Linked DNA regions of Sus scrofa: region 1 is linked to region 2. Evidence: chromatin contacts called from public HiChIP or PLAC-seq data. All regions are on one chromosome and are shown on one strand. The core of a region is the stretch at or near the end of the contact, and the rest is flanking DNA. Distances in the headings are between cores, read along the strand shown.

Region 1 (6,272 bases), core at 1,568-4,067, 120 kb after region 2:
TCTTATTTTATTCTCCCAGAGCAGTTTTAAGTTCACACAAAAATTGCACAGAAGGTACATGTGTTAATTGATGAACTGATACTGATACAGGATTATTAATTAAATCCATAGTTTACATTAGGCTTCTCTGTTTGTGTTGTACATTCTATGGGTTCTGAAAAATGCATAATGTCACCTGTCCATCATTACCATGTTATACAGAATAGTCTCACTGCCTAGAAATGCCCTGTGCTCCACTGTTCATTCCTCCCGGACCTCCTCCACTGGTTCATTTTGTTTATGTATAAGGTACACTAGAATAAAAAAATCATAGTGCATACCTCACAGTATGGATATTAGTATATGAAATGTTTAGATAATTATAAATACATGTGTATTTAGATTAAGGTGTAAAATATATTTCTTACTATGGATTGGAAAGAAAAAGTTTGAGAAACTCTGCTCTAAGCTGTCTCTTACTTAAAATTCTAGGGAATCAATCCAGAAAATGAATACACAGATGGAATATTTCATAATGAAACCAAAACAAAGAAAATATATAACCAAGAGACTTAAGAAAATAAACAAGCACACAAACATGCTCTGAAAAGTGAGCACAAAGAGGTCAGAAAGTTACTGCTTTCCCCAAATTTGTTTTGATTTTTGTTTTTTCATTAGGAATGCAAATCATTCAGATTTTGAGACTTTAACATGCCCAGAGTAAGTATTGGGGGCGGGGGGTAAGAATGACCTGTTGCATCCTTGCAAATTTGCAAATTGGTTCTATTCAAAGTTTCCAAAAATGGTATCTCTGGATGGCAATCAACAATGAAAAATGTCTTTTCTGTGAGTTTTTTGAGGTTTGTTTGGCTCTGTAGCATCACATTTCTTACTTTCTCATCAGAAACCTCATGGAACAGGGATGCTTTTGTATTTAACATCATGTCATGCCAGGTGTCCGAAGATTTCCAAAAAACTTGAATTTATGTTTGAGTTAGATTCCTCTATTTTTATCTTTTTCTTTTTTTATCATTTTAGGGCCACACCTGCAACATATGGAGGTTCCCAGGCTAGGGGTTTAATCGGAGCTGTAGCCGCCAGCCTACACCACAGCCACAGCAATGCCAGATTCGAGCCATATCTGTGACCTACACCACAGCTCACAGCAACACCGGATCCTTAACCCACTGAGTGAGGCCAGAGATTGAACCTGAAACCTCATGGTTCCTAGTCAGATTCGTTTCCATTGTGCCACGGACGAGAACTCCCAGATTCCTCTATTTTAAAAAATCTCCTCTCCATATACATTGATGCTTCATCTGTCCAGAAGACGTGTGGAATCTTGACACACCAGGGGGTGTCAGTGAAAAATCCTGATTTCAAACTTGGAATTGCACTGGCCTGTTATGTGGCCTGCAGGTGGACTCAGGTTTGAATTCCAGTTTTTACTACTGATCCCTGTGAGTACCTGAAAAGGAATTCTCTCCTAGTTTTGTTTTTTTCTTTTTTGGCTGCCCCATGACCTATGGGTTTCTGGGCCAGGGATCGAAGAGAAGCTGGAGCTGTGACCTACGCCACAGCTGTGGCAAGGCCAGATCCTTAACCCACTGCACTGGGGCAGGGATCAAACCTGCGTCTCTGCTACTCCAGAGATACCGTCAATCCCATTGTGCCACAGTGGGAATTCCTCTCCTAGAATTCTTTTTAAAGGTGATATATAAAAATTCCATATTAAATGATGCTAAGATCATATTAAGAGCTTCTCCTTAGATGAGTAATGTGCCTTGTTCAGCCCTGTGCATGTGCTTCTAATCCCATCAATCCCATGACACAGAAATTATTGTACTCATTTAACAGTCAAATAAATTTAAGCTCAGAAAGCTTACAGAGCAGGTCCAACACCACCAGGAAGATAGTGGTTAAGTTAGATTAGAAGCCTTGTCTGAAAATGCAGGAATCTATTCTTCTGTGTGTCCCCAGGGCCTAACATCGTGCTTGGTATGTAATACATGTTCAGAAGAGGTTTCCTGAAGGGATGACTGATGGAAGAGCAAAGGCTTAGCAAATGTTTTGGGGTGGGATAAATAAGATACTATAACTACTAGTGCCCTAATAATATAATAATACGTTATACAATGTAGTAACAATATACTGCTACTACTTCTATATCTGGCATTTGTTGAATACTTATTTGTTACAGGTACTATGTTAAAGGCTTTACATGCATTCTATCCCACAATGTACAGAATGGTATGGCATATAGTAATACATCAATTTACACATCGCTATAATGGGAGCTACCACCATTTTAGCAAATGAGCTGAAAGTTACAATCTCTTCCAACCCACACACTTGCTGCTTCTCTCGGAGCTGTACGGAACAGGCCCAACTGAGGGTCAGCCCTTTCGGCAGTGAACCAACCAGCACGTTTACAACATGTTGGTTACTCTCTATATTACATAAGGTGCCCCAGTGTGCTTTTTTGGTGTGAGGGAGGAAGGGGGTTGCTTCGTTGTGCTCGCACCTAGTTTGCATAACGTGCTCTTCTCTTTCAGGCTGAATTGAGAAAGAAGCCATGTGGTCTGGTGGCGGCAGCTGGGAGGAGAGATGGTGACTCAGCAGGGCTTTGCGTGGAACAGCACAGGGCAGCTCTGGGGAGCCGCAGGATCAGTTTCCCCCCAAACCCCGTAGGGGGCTGTGTGCTCTGAGCACAATCAGGCTGACAGACAGCCCTGGCAGGGAGGAGGGAGAGGAAGAAGGTTGTCAGTGGTGGGACCTGGTCAGGCTGTGTTGGTGTCCTTGGGGACAATGGGAGGAAGTTCTGGGGAACAGGACCATGCACCATCATCATAGTACTGAAAGTTCTTTGTGACACAAGCTAGCATATTTTAAACTGGGAAAGTACCAGGTATTGCTCATGCATCTACGTAAGCTCTTGAGCCAATAGCCTTGAAGTCAAACTTCCAGATGGTCTCTGGAGTCCTTCATGAAGCACATGCCACAGGCAGGAGTCCTATGCACAGTTTTAGAAATAGAGCACTTTATCACAACCATAGGTCTTCAGTCTAGTGGGCCTACTATTGAACTCAGTATCAATACATTTTGAAACAGCACTTATATAGAGTATGATGTCACTTTTTTTTTGACGTCACTTTTATATCTCTAATGATATTACATTTTTCATGAAAAACTTCTATGGAAGAGATCTTAGAGTGTATTCATTCATTCATTCATTCAATCTATAATTTATTATTCTTTTTTAAAAAGTTATATTTTCTGACAGAGGTCTTGGGAAAGCCTGGAAAATATGAATAAAAATTCTTTGTATTCTGGGAACTTTTGAAAAATTCACATGAGATAATGTATAGAAAGTAACTGGTAAGTGGTAAAGCACCATGTGAAATTACTGCATTTCACCTATTAAAGAAACTGACATGGAAGTTCCTGCTGTGGCTCAGAACCCAACTAGTATCTTTTTTTTTTTTTCTGCGTTTTGTCTTTTCTAGGGCCGCACCCGCCGCATATGGAGGTTCCCAGGCTAGGGGTCTAATCAGAGCTACAGACACCAGCCTGTCACAGTCACAGCAACATCAGATCCGAGCCGCATCTGAGACCTACACCACAGCTCACAGCAGCACTGGCTCCTTAACCCACTGAGCAAAGCCAGGGATCGAACCCGCAACCTCATGGTTCCTAGTCGGATTCGTTAACCACTGAGCCATGATGGGAACTCCCCAACTAGTGTCTTTGAGGATGTGGGTTCGATCCCTGGCTTTGCTCAGTGGGTTAAGGATCCAGCATTGCCGAAAGCTAGAGTGTAGGCCTCATACATGCCTTGAATCCTGCATTGTTGTGGCTGTGGTGAAGGATGGCAGCTACAGCCCCAATTCAACCCCTAGCCTGGGGACTTCTATATGCCGCATGTGCAACCCAAAAAACAAACAAACAAAAAAACTGAGACATGGAGTGAAGTGAGCAAAAATTTTGCCCAAAGTCATAATTATCTAGTAAAGGAGGGCCAAAAATGAGATATAAATTCAGGTGACTGGACATATTATAGACTGGAGTTGGCCGAGCAAAACAATTTCCCTTTTGTAGTCAGGAAGTGGGTGACTGTAAGAAATGTTGGTCCAACTGAGGTAGAAAGGGGTACTTACTGAGAGGACACAGAGGGCTCACAGGATCCAAGGACAAAAAGCAAAGTGTTGCAAGGTTTCATTCAAACTGGCCAGAGAAATGGGCCCTCAGGAACAGGGTGGCTCCTCCCTATGTCTCTCTGTCTCTGCTTCTGAGCCAGCTTCAGCCTTTCCTCTGCTTTGCCTTCCTTCTGCTCCTTCACCTTTCGAGAGACACAGCATGGCTGGTCATCCTGGACTTACACTATGGCCACTAAGCTCCAGCACCCACCCCCAAGTAACAACAAACACTGAAATTCTTCAGGGAGGAAGGAACTAGCCTGGCTCTTCTGAGAGAACCTGGTCCACGCATGTTTCTTTTTTTTTTCCTTTCTTTTTCTTTTTTTTTTTTTTTTTTTGGTCTTTTTGCCTTTTCTAGGGCCACTCCTGCAGCATACGAAGGTTCCCAGGCTAGGGGTCTAGCTGTAGCCACGGGCCTACGCCAGAGCCACAGCAACGCCAGATCCTTAACCCACTGAGCAAGGCCAGGGATCGAATCCGCAACCTCATGGTTCCTAGTCAGATTCGTTTACCACTGGGCCACGACGGGAACTCCCACACATGTCATTTCTGAGTGAGCAACTGGTTCCTGCTGGGTCAGGTGTGTGCTCACCCCTGGTCCAATCAGCTATAGGTCTCCCCACCCCCATCATCACCACCACCAATCCCTAGGAGTCCCATTATCTTACATTATCTTGTGCAGCTATATCTCCCAGAGAGCTGTGGGCGGCAAGGGTGCTAAATTGCCACGCTGGATGTTATCACATAAAGAGAGGAACTATTTATAGGGAGACTGTACTTGGAATGATTTTTATGATGCGTTTCAGTTATGAAACCTGAGATCCAAATTTCCTGGTCAAAAAAATAATCAATTCAATAAATATTGTGTTGGGTTCTGAAGACAGACATAAGTCCATAAGATATGTCCATAAGATATGTCCATAAGATATGTAGTTCCCTGGTGGCTTAGTAGGTTGAGAATCCTGCGTTGTCAGTGCTGTGGAGAGGGTCACTCCTCTGGCGAGGGTTCTATCCCTGGCCCAGGAACTTCCACCTACTGCAGGTGCAGCCAAAAAACAAACAAACAAAAAAAAGATATGTCCACAAACACTAATATAAGATGGTCTATGAAAGTTTCTTAGAAAACTTTCAAGAAACTTCTAAAATTACATGGAAGTGTAAAAAAGGATTGTAGGGGTTCAGAAAAGGCCTCCCTGAGATGTGCTTTGCCATGTGGATTATTTTTGTTTGTTTGTTTGTTTTTTGCTTTCAGGGCTGCACCTGTGGCATATGGAGGTTCCCAGGCTAGGGGTCTAATTGGAGCTACAGCTGCCGGCCTACACCACAGCCACAGCAACGCGGGATCCAAGCCTCGTATGCGACCTATACAACAGCAAACGCAACAGTGGATCCTTAACCCACTGAGCAAGGCCAGGGATTGAACCTGAAACCTCATGGTTCCTAGTCAGATTTGTTTCCACTGTGCCACAAGAGGAACTCCGGCATGAGGATTATTCAGCTCGGCGGAAGCGAATCCAACTAGGAACCATGAGGTTTCGGGTTCAATCCCTGGCCTTGCTCAGTGGGTTAAGGATCCACTGTTGCGTTTGCTGTGGTATAGGTCGCATACGAGGCTTGGATCCCGCGTTGCTGTGGCTGTGGTGTAGGCTGGCAGCTGTAGCTCCGATTAGATCCCTAGTCCGGGTACCTCCATATACCACGGGTGTGGACCTAAAAAGCAAACAAACAAACAACAACAAAAAAAATTGGGGATTTTTCTCAAAGAAAGAACTATTACCAGAGATAAGTGGCCCCATCTATATAGCAGGGTAAATATCTAACACCCAAATGTCTCCTCTTCTTACTACCCTGGCATTACCCTTCTGTCCTTGGAAGTTCCAGGACTGTATCCCTTTCTTAACTCAGGATATGCCTCATTTTATCTTTCTGTCTCTGAACCTCTCATGTATGTGGGGTTTCTCTATGTACAGATTAAAATGTGATTTTTTTTTCCTGTTCACGTTTCTTATGTCAATTTCATAAGGATAGAGGTAAGCTTTTCTTCCTCCCTGGCAGTTTTAAATCTCCTGGGACACTCAGAAAACTTTCGCTGATTAA
Region 2 (5,784 bases), core at 489-2,988:
AGTGTGTGTGTGTGTGTGTGTGTGTGTGTGTGTGTGTAGGCCTCTATGACAGGTGGGAGGTGGGTCTGTGATGCGGGGACCTTAATGCAGACGGCAAGATAAAAAAAAAAAAAATCAAGGCAGAAGACACTGGAGGCATGAGAGAAACTACTCAGATTTTTAAACGACTCTGTCTTATCTGACTGCAATAAATACGCTTTTATTTTGTAGACACTAACAACTCTTTTTCAAAATAGAAGGATGGAAAGGAGAGAAGACAGGAAATCAATCCTAGGTCCAAAGCTCTGAGGCTGTTTCTCTTCTTTATTGTTATCACCCAGTTCTAGGAATTTGAAGGCTGTTGATTATTTTCCTACCAGAAGTAATTTGAATGTAAAATAAAAAGAGTAAAGCAGTAACTATCACAACAACGCGAAAGGTGCAGATAACAAACCCAGACAGCTGTGTTTCTTTTGTGAATGAAACTACGGGCCTGACCCAAGATAGCGGCAACCACAGAAAAGAGCACAGCACCCCAATAAGTGCTCCAATACTTAACTGCTCTTAATGGTTTTGAGAAACCAGTACGTTAGTCTCTGAAATGCAACCACCTTTTACAGTAAATTAAATATCACAACAAAGATTGAAGGTGGTCACATACAAAACAGCTTCCTTTTCAGTCCTCGAAAACATCAAGTTGTTTATACGTGGCTTATTTCAACAAGCGCAAGAGGGCATACCTCAGATATCAGCGAAATATCACACAGCCTTCCAATTGTGACACATCAACTTTTAACACAACCAATCAGTGCAAAACATTTACCATAAACCATTTATCCTAAAAATCTGCTATATCCTCCCCCAGAATTTTTTTTTTTTTTTTTTTTTTTTTTTGGTTTTTAGGGCCATACCCGTGGCATATGGAAGTTCCCAGGCTAGGGGTTGAACTGGAGCTACAGCTGCTGGCTTATGCCAACAGTCACAGCAACACAAGATCCAAGCCCTGTCTGCCACCTATACCACAGCTCACCGCAACGCTGGATCCTTAACCCACTGAGCGAGACCAGGGATCAAACCCACATCCTCATGGATATTACTCAGGTTCGTTAACCGCTGAGCCACAGTGGGAACTCCCCCTGGAAATTTTTAATATCATACAAATAAAAGCTAACAGTAACTGTTTCCTCTCTGAATGTTAAAAATTCATCCTTTGAAACAGAAGCATATTAACTGGGATTGTGGGAGAGGCTTGCTCATAATAAAACTTGTTTAAAGTTTCCAACAACAATGGGGGATTTCGCCTTCCAAGGAACACTTCTCCGATTCACACAGAATGAAATTGTAAAATTTTCCAGACACATACCATCTTAAAATAAATCTTAACTTTCAGGTTGTTTTGTTTTCAACTTAAGACAGTATTTATAAATACTTCATAATCCTATTACAGGTTACCTAAATTTCATGCCATAAATACACTGAAATATGAAAGACAATTTAATCTTCATAAATTGGCTTTTTTTTTTTAAATTTTACAGTTGGTTAGAAAGAAACTCATAAGTCAAGCCTTACTGTCACACAGATGCTGATCATAAAAACTGAAACACATTAGGGAGGTAACAACACATAACACAAGGCTAAAACTCTCTTACAACTTCTGGTAAAGCTGGCTGAACTGCTGCCCAGAGCAAGGAGGGCACTGGAGCCCCAGTACTGAAAGGAATCATCAGAACCTCCTGAGCTCACACAGACTTCCTCTCTGCCACAGGCAACTCAACACTGACCCACAGAGCAAATAACTCCTTCCAGGCCAGGGAACGCCCTGAATCTACACTCACGGCTCCCAAGACATGACTTCCCTTTTCTTTTGCGCAGGTATTTATAATCCTGACGGGGCCACACCACGGTTTCCACTAGAAGGTGCTGACATCTCTAGGGCAATGTATTCTAACCTGAAATTCAACAAGCCAAAGACTTAAAACAAGCCTGTTCTCTCCAACTCATCACTCAAGCTTGAGATCCTGTTTCCTGGTAAAGACAACCACTCAATCAATCTGTGCATTTCAATATGCTGAGCGATTTGTCCTTGACCCCTTCAAAGAAGATGCTATCACCACACTCACCTGCAGGTGAGAGAAGAGTTAATGAAATTTCTTGCCCAAGGTCACAGAGCTAGTGACTGCACACATTTAACACTCTATTTTATTAAAACACTGCTCCTAACCTCTCCATCACTAACATGTGGTAGAGAGCCTGTCGCTAAGAAGCACTTGGACAGGTGTCCAGCAAATAAAAGATGGCACCACATGGGGTGTCTCTCCTCCAGGAGGAGTTTGGACACATCTGGGAGAATTTTAGGTTGTCCCAACGTGGGAGCCACTACTGGCGTTTAGTGGATGGGGGCCAGGCAGGGAAAGTCCTGTCCATCAGGCCAACAGCACACCCAGAGAAACACTATGCTCAAACACGAAGCTATAAGCTGGTTCACAAAGAAAACCTTTCATGGTAAAGTCAATCCACCTGTTAATTTACAGCTTAATTTACAAATAACTTCCTATTTACTGACAGTTTGCTTAAAATACCTTAAAAGACACATCAATCTCTTTCTATAAAACACCATTTCTGCACTTACCTGGCATTTTATTTTCAAACATACACAAGCCTCATTTTAGATACAGAGCCCCATCTTCTATCCACTGTAACCACAGCACCTCTCCTCCACTGCCCACCCGGCTCCTTTGAACTCAATAAGTACAGCAGATTTGCTACACACTTGGAAAAGATTTTTGCTTCATTATCAAGAATAGAGTTTGAGAAGTTCCTGTCGTGGGGCAGCAGAAACGAACCCGACTAGTATCCATGAGGACGTGGGTTCAATCCCTGGCCTCGTTCAGTGGGTTAAGGATCTGGTGCTGCCATGAGCTGTGGTGTAGGTTGCAGATGTGGCTCAGATCCCGAGTCACTGTGGTGTAGGCTGGGGGCTACTGCTCCGATTGGACCCCAAGCCTGGGAATCTCCATGTGCCATGGGTGCGGCCCTAAAAAAAAAAAAAAAGAAAAAAGAAATTTTTAGTTTCAAACTAAAGGTTAGGGTCACTCATGTCAGGAGGAAATTTCAGACTGCCCTGCTTAACTGCCTCAGCTGTCTTTCCAAGGGCACTATACTAATGCTTTCTACTATGTCTTAAAAACACTGATGAAATGAGAACCAAACACGAATTAGTTTATAACTAAAATAGCATAAAGTTCCACATCCAAAGGGCGGAAAAGGTTTATTCTGCCAGACAGATCAGAACACACACAAGAACAAATTTTAACTAGGAGGTACCTGGTCAAAACTGTACCAGGAATTCCCTTTATGGCTCAGCGGTTAACAAAGCCGGCTAGGATCCATGAGGATTCAGGTTCGATCCCTGGCCTTGCTCAGTGGGTTAAGGATCTGGCATTGCCGTGAGCTGTGGTGAAGGTCGAAGATTCAGCTTGGGTGTGGTACAGGCTGGCAGCTACAGCTTTGATTCGACCCCTAGCCTGGGAACCTCCATATGACACAGGTATGGCCCTAAAAAGCAACAAAACAAACAAAAAAACCCCTACCAAACTGTAGCTACTCCTAAGCAAACTCAAGTTCAAAAGGAAGACTGATCGCTGAGAGACTGGTGAACCACAAGGAGCTCCTCTACCAAAGGTTTATTTTGGCATTCCAGTTTTGCTCTTTGGCTGATGAGATTATTTCAAAAGTTGTGGAAAATAATCACAGAATCAGATTTTTGAAGTCCACACATTTTTTTCCAGATAGAAAAAAATAATGTAAATAAGGCTTCAAGGCTAACATGGCAAAAAAAAAAAAAATAAAAATGGCTTCCTCCCCAATTTTTGGGTTTTTTTTTTTTTTTTTTTTTTTTTGGTCTTTTAAAGCCACACTCACGGCACACGGAGGTTCCCAGGTCCTGCTCAGTTTTAAAAGCAGAGTTACACTAACCACCTAGTCAGATTCTGAGTACTGTTTCTTTAGATTTTATCTAGTCCCTGCAAGATACACCAAAAGAGAAAAGGATCCGGGAGGGGTGAGACACAAACCCGAGGCTCCAGCTTCTGCACAACTTGAGACTTGCTTATTGCCAAAGAACAGTGATTGACAAGCTGAGTGCTCTCACTGGCCCACCTTGCTGCTCCTTATCTCCTCCAGCTGAACTGGAAACTGAACAGCTTCACCCAAGCTAACAGAAAAGCAGTTTTTAAAGCCCTGATCACCACTGCCAAATCCCTTTGACGTTTTCCTACTCAAAAAAAGTTCACCAGAAGTGCTGTGGATCAAAGATCACAGTGCGCTACAAGAAACTCAGCCTTCACCCTAGATGTGACTGTGCGTTAAGTCAGCAGTCAGAAAACAGTGGAAGTTATGCCAGACTTAGACCGAGCACTTTATCTCTGTTTCTAGGTCCGAGAGTCTAGGTAGGTGTCTACCTATACATGAATGGCATTTTCTTTCTTTCTTTTTTTTTTTGTCTTTTTGCCTTTTCTAGGGCCGCGCACGTACCTTATGGAGGTCTGAAGGCTAGGGGTCAAATCGGAGCTGTAGCCGCCAGCCTATACCACAGCCACAGCAACGCCAGATCCTTAACCCACTGAGCGAGGCCAGGGATCGAACCCGAAACCTCATGATTGCTAGTCGGATTTGTTAACCACTGAGCCATGATGGGAACTCCGTGAATGGCATTTTCATCTACTTTCTCACAAAGACCTGTCGGAACAACATAAACATGAAAGGGAATCCCTGAGATGACGGCTCAATACAGTTAATACAAAGTAGATGATATTACCAAAGGATAAATCTGGAAGGTCAAAACAGATTTTTGCAAAGGAGTCTTCCATCCACCCCCAAATGATCCAGCCTCCCCTGCGTACTTCAAGAGCACTTAGTGGGGAGTGAGCTACCACCAGTGAAGACTGCAAACAGGATCTAATCAATCTCTCCTTCCTCAGCTCCTCAGCCCCTCTAATGGTGAGTAGAGTTTATGTTCTCCTTAATTCCTTGGTGGAGAGAGAAGGTACCTCCCTTCAAATCCTTCCGTGGCGCATTCCCTTTCTTACAGGAAACAGATTACACTGCTTTGCCGTCTCTTGGTGGGATTAACAACAACGTCCTCCTGAGGTGGTCTCCCCTCATTCGCTTCTGCATCCTGTACATTCTCAACAGAAGTTTCTTTTCAAAAAGCATGTGTGACACTCTCCTGTCTGTCATCTTCACAGGCTTCCCAGGACAAAAGCTGGGCAGGGCCTGACCCCAGCCTTGGCGCACCTGAGGCACCTCCCTCGGTTCCTCCCTTCCAATTCAGCCATGCACTCCTCCGACACCTTCCCCAAAGCTTCAGTCCTCTTGACATCTCAGGGCCTCAATACACACTGCCCCCTCAGCCTCAAGCGTTTTCACTTACACCTTCACATCTTTTTCAGCCTCTTTTCAGATGTCAATCGGAAAGGCATACCCTCTGAAAAGCCTTTTTTTTTTTCTTTCTTTTTTCTTTTTCAGGCCACACTTGAGGCTTGTGGAAGTTCCCAGGCTAGGGGTAGAACCACACAGAACTGTAGCTGCCAGTGTGCAGCACAGCCACAGCCACTCTGCATGTGAGCTACGACCTACACCACAGCTCACAGCAACACCAGATCCTTAACCCACTGAGGAATTGGAATTGAACAGGAATGCAGGAATTGAACTCGCATCCTCATGGACACTATGCCAGGTTCTTTAACTCACTGATCCACAATGGGAACTCCTGAAAAGCCTTCTTTGAACCTTCAATAAAGTTCA

What was found. HiChIP or PLAC-seq counts read pairs in DNA pulled down with a chosen protein or histone mark.
Region 1: an H3K27ac HiChIP or PLAC-seq map of alveolar macrophages shows a contact between it and region 2. The contact joins two enhancer-like sites. A contact is called at or near these places in 3 of 47 Hi-C or Micro-C datasets (liver, retroperitoneal adipose tissue and subcutaneous adipose tissue) and 1 of 2 datasets of contacts at active chromatin or transcription factors (alveolar macrophages).

The regions. Positions count from the first base shown.
Region 1 is chr4:34,197,589-34,203,860 of Sscrofa11.1, forward strand. No RefSeq gene overlaps it. Among named protein-coding and RNA genes, the nearest start is that of AZIN1, 26 kb to the right of the region's middle. Within about 2 kb of position 2,818, at least 15 of the 83 cell types and tissues checked have an H3K27ac peak or open chromatin away from gene starts, as enhancers often do. A contact at or near this core is called in alveolar macrophages, where this site is marked.
Region 2 is chr4:34,077,708-34,083,491 of Sscrofa11.1, forward strand. It overlaps a transcript of ATP6V1C1 not described here. Among named protein-coding and RNA genes, the nearest start is that of ATP6V1C1, 15 kb to the left of the region's middle. Within about 2 kb of position 1,739, at least 4 of the 83 cell types and tissues checked have an H3K27ac peak or open chromatin away from gene starts, as enhancers often do. A contact at or near this core is called in alveolar macrophages, where this site is marked.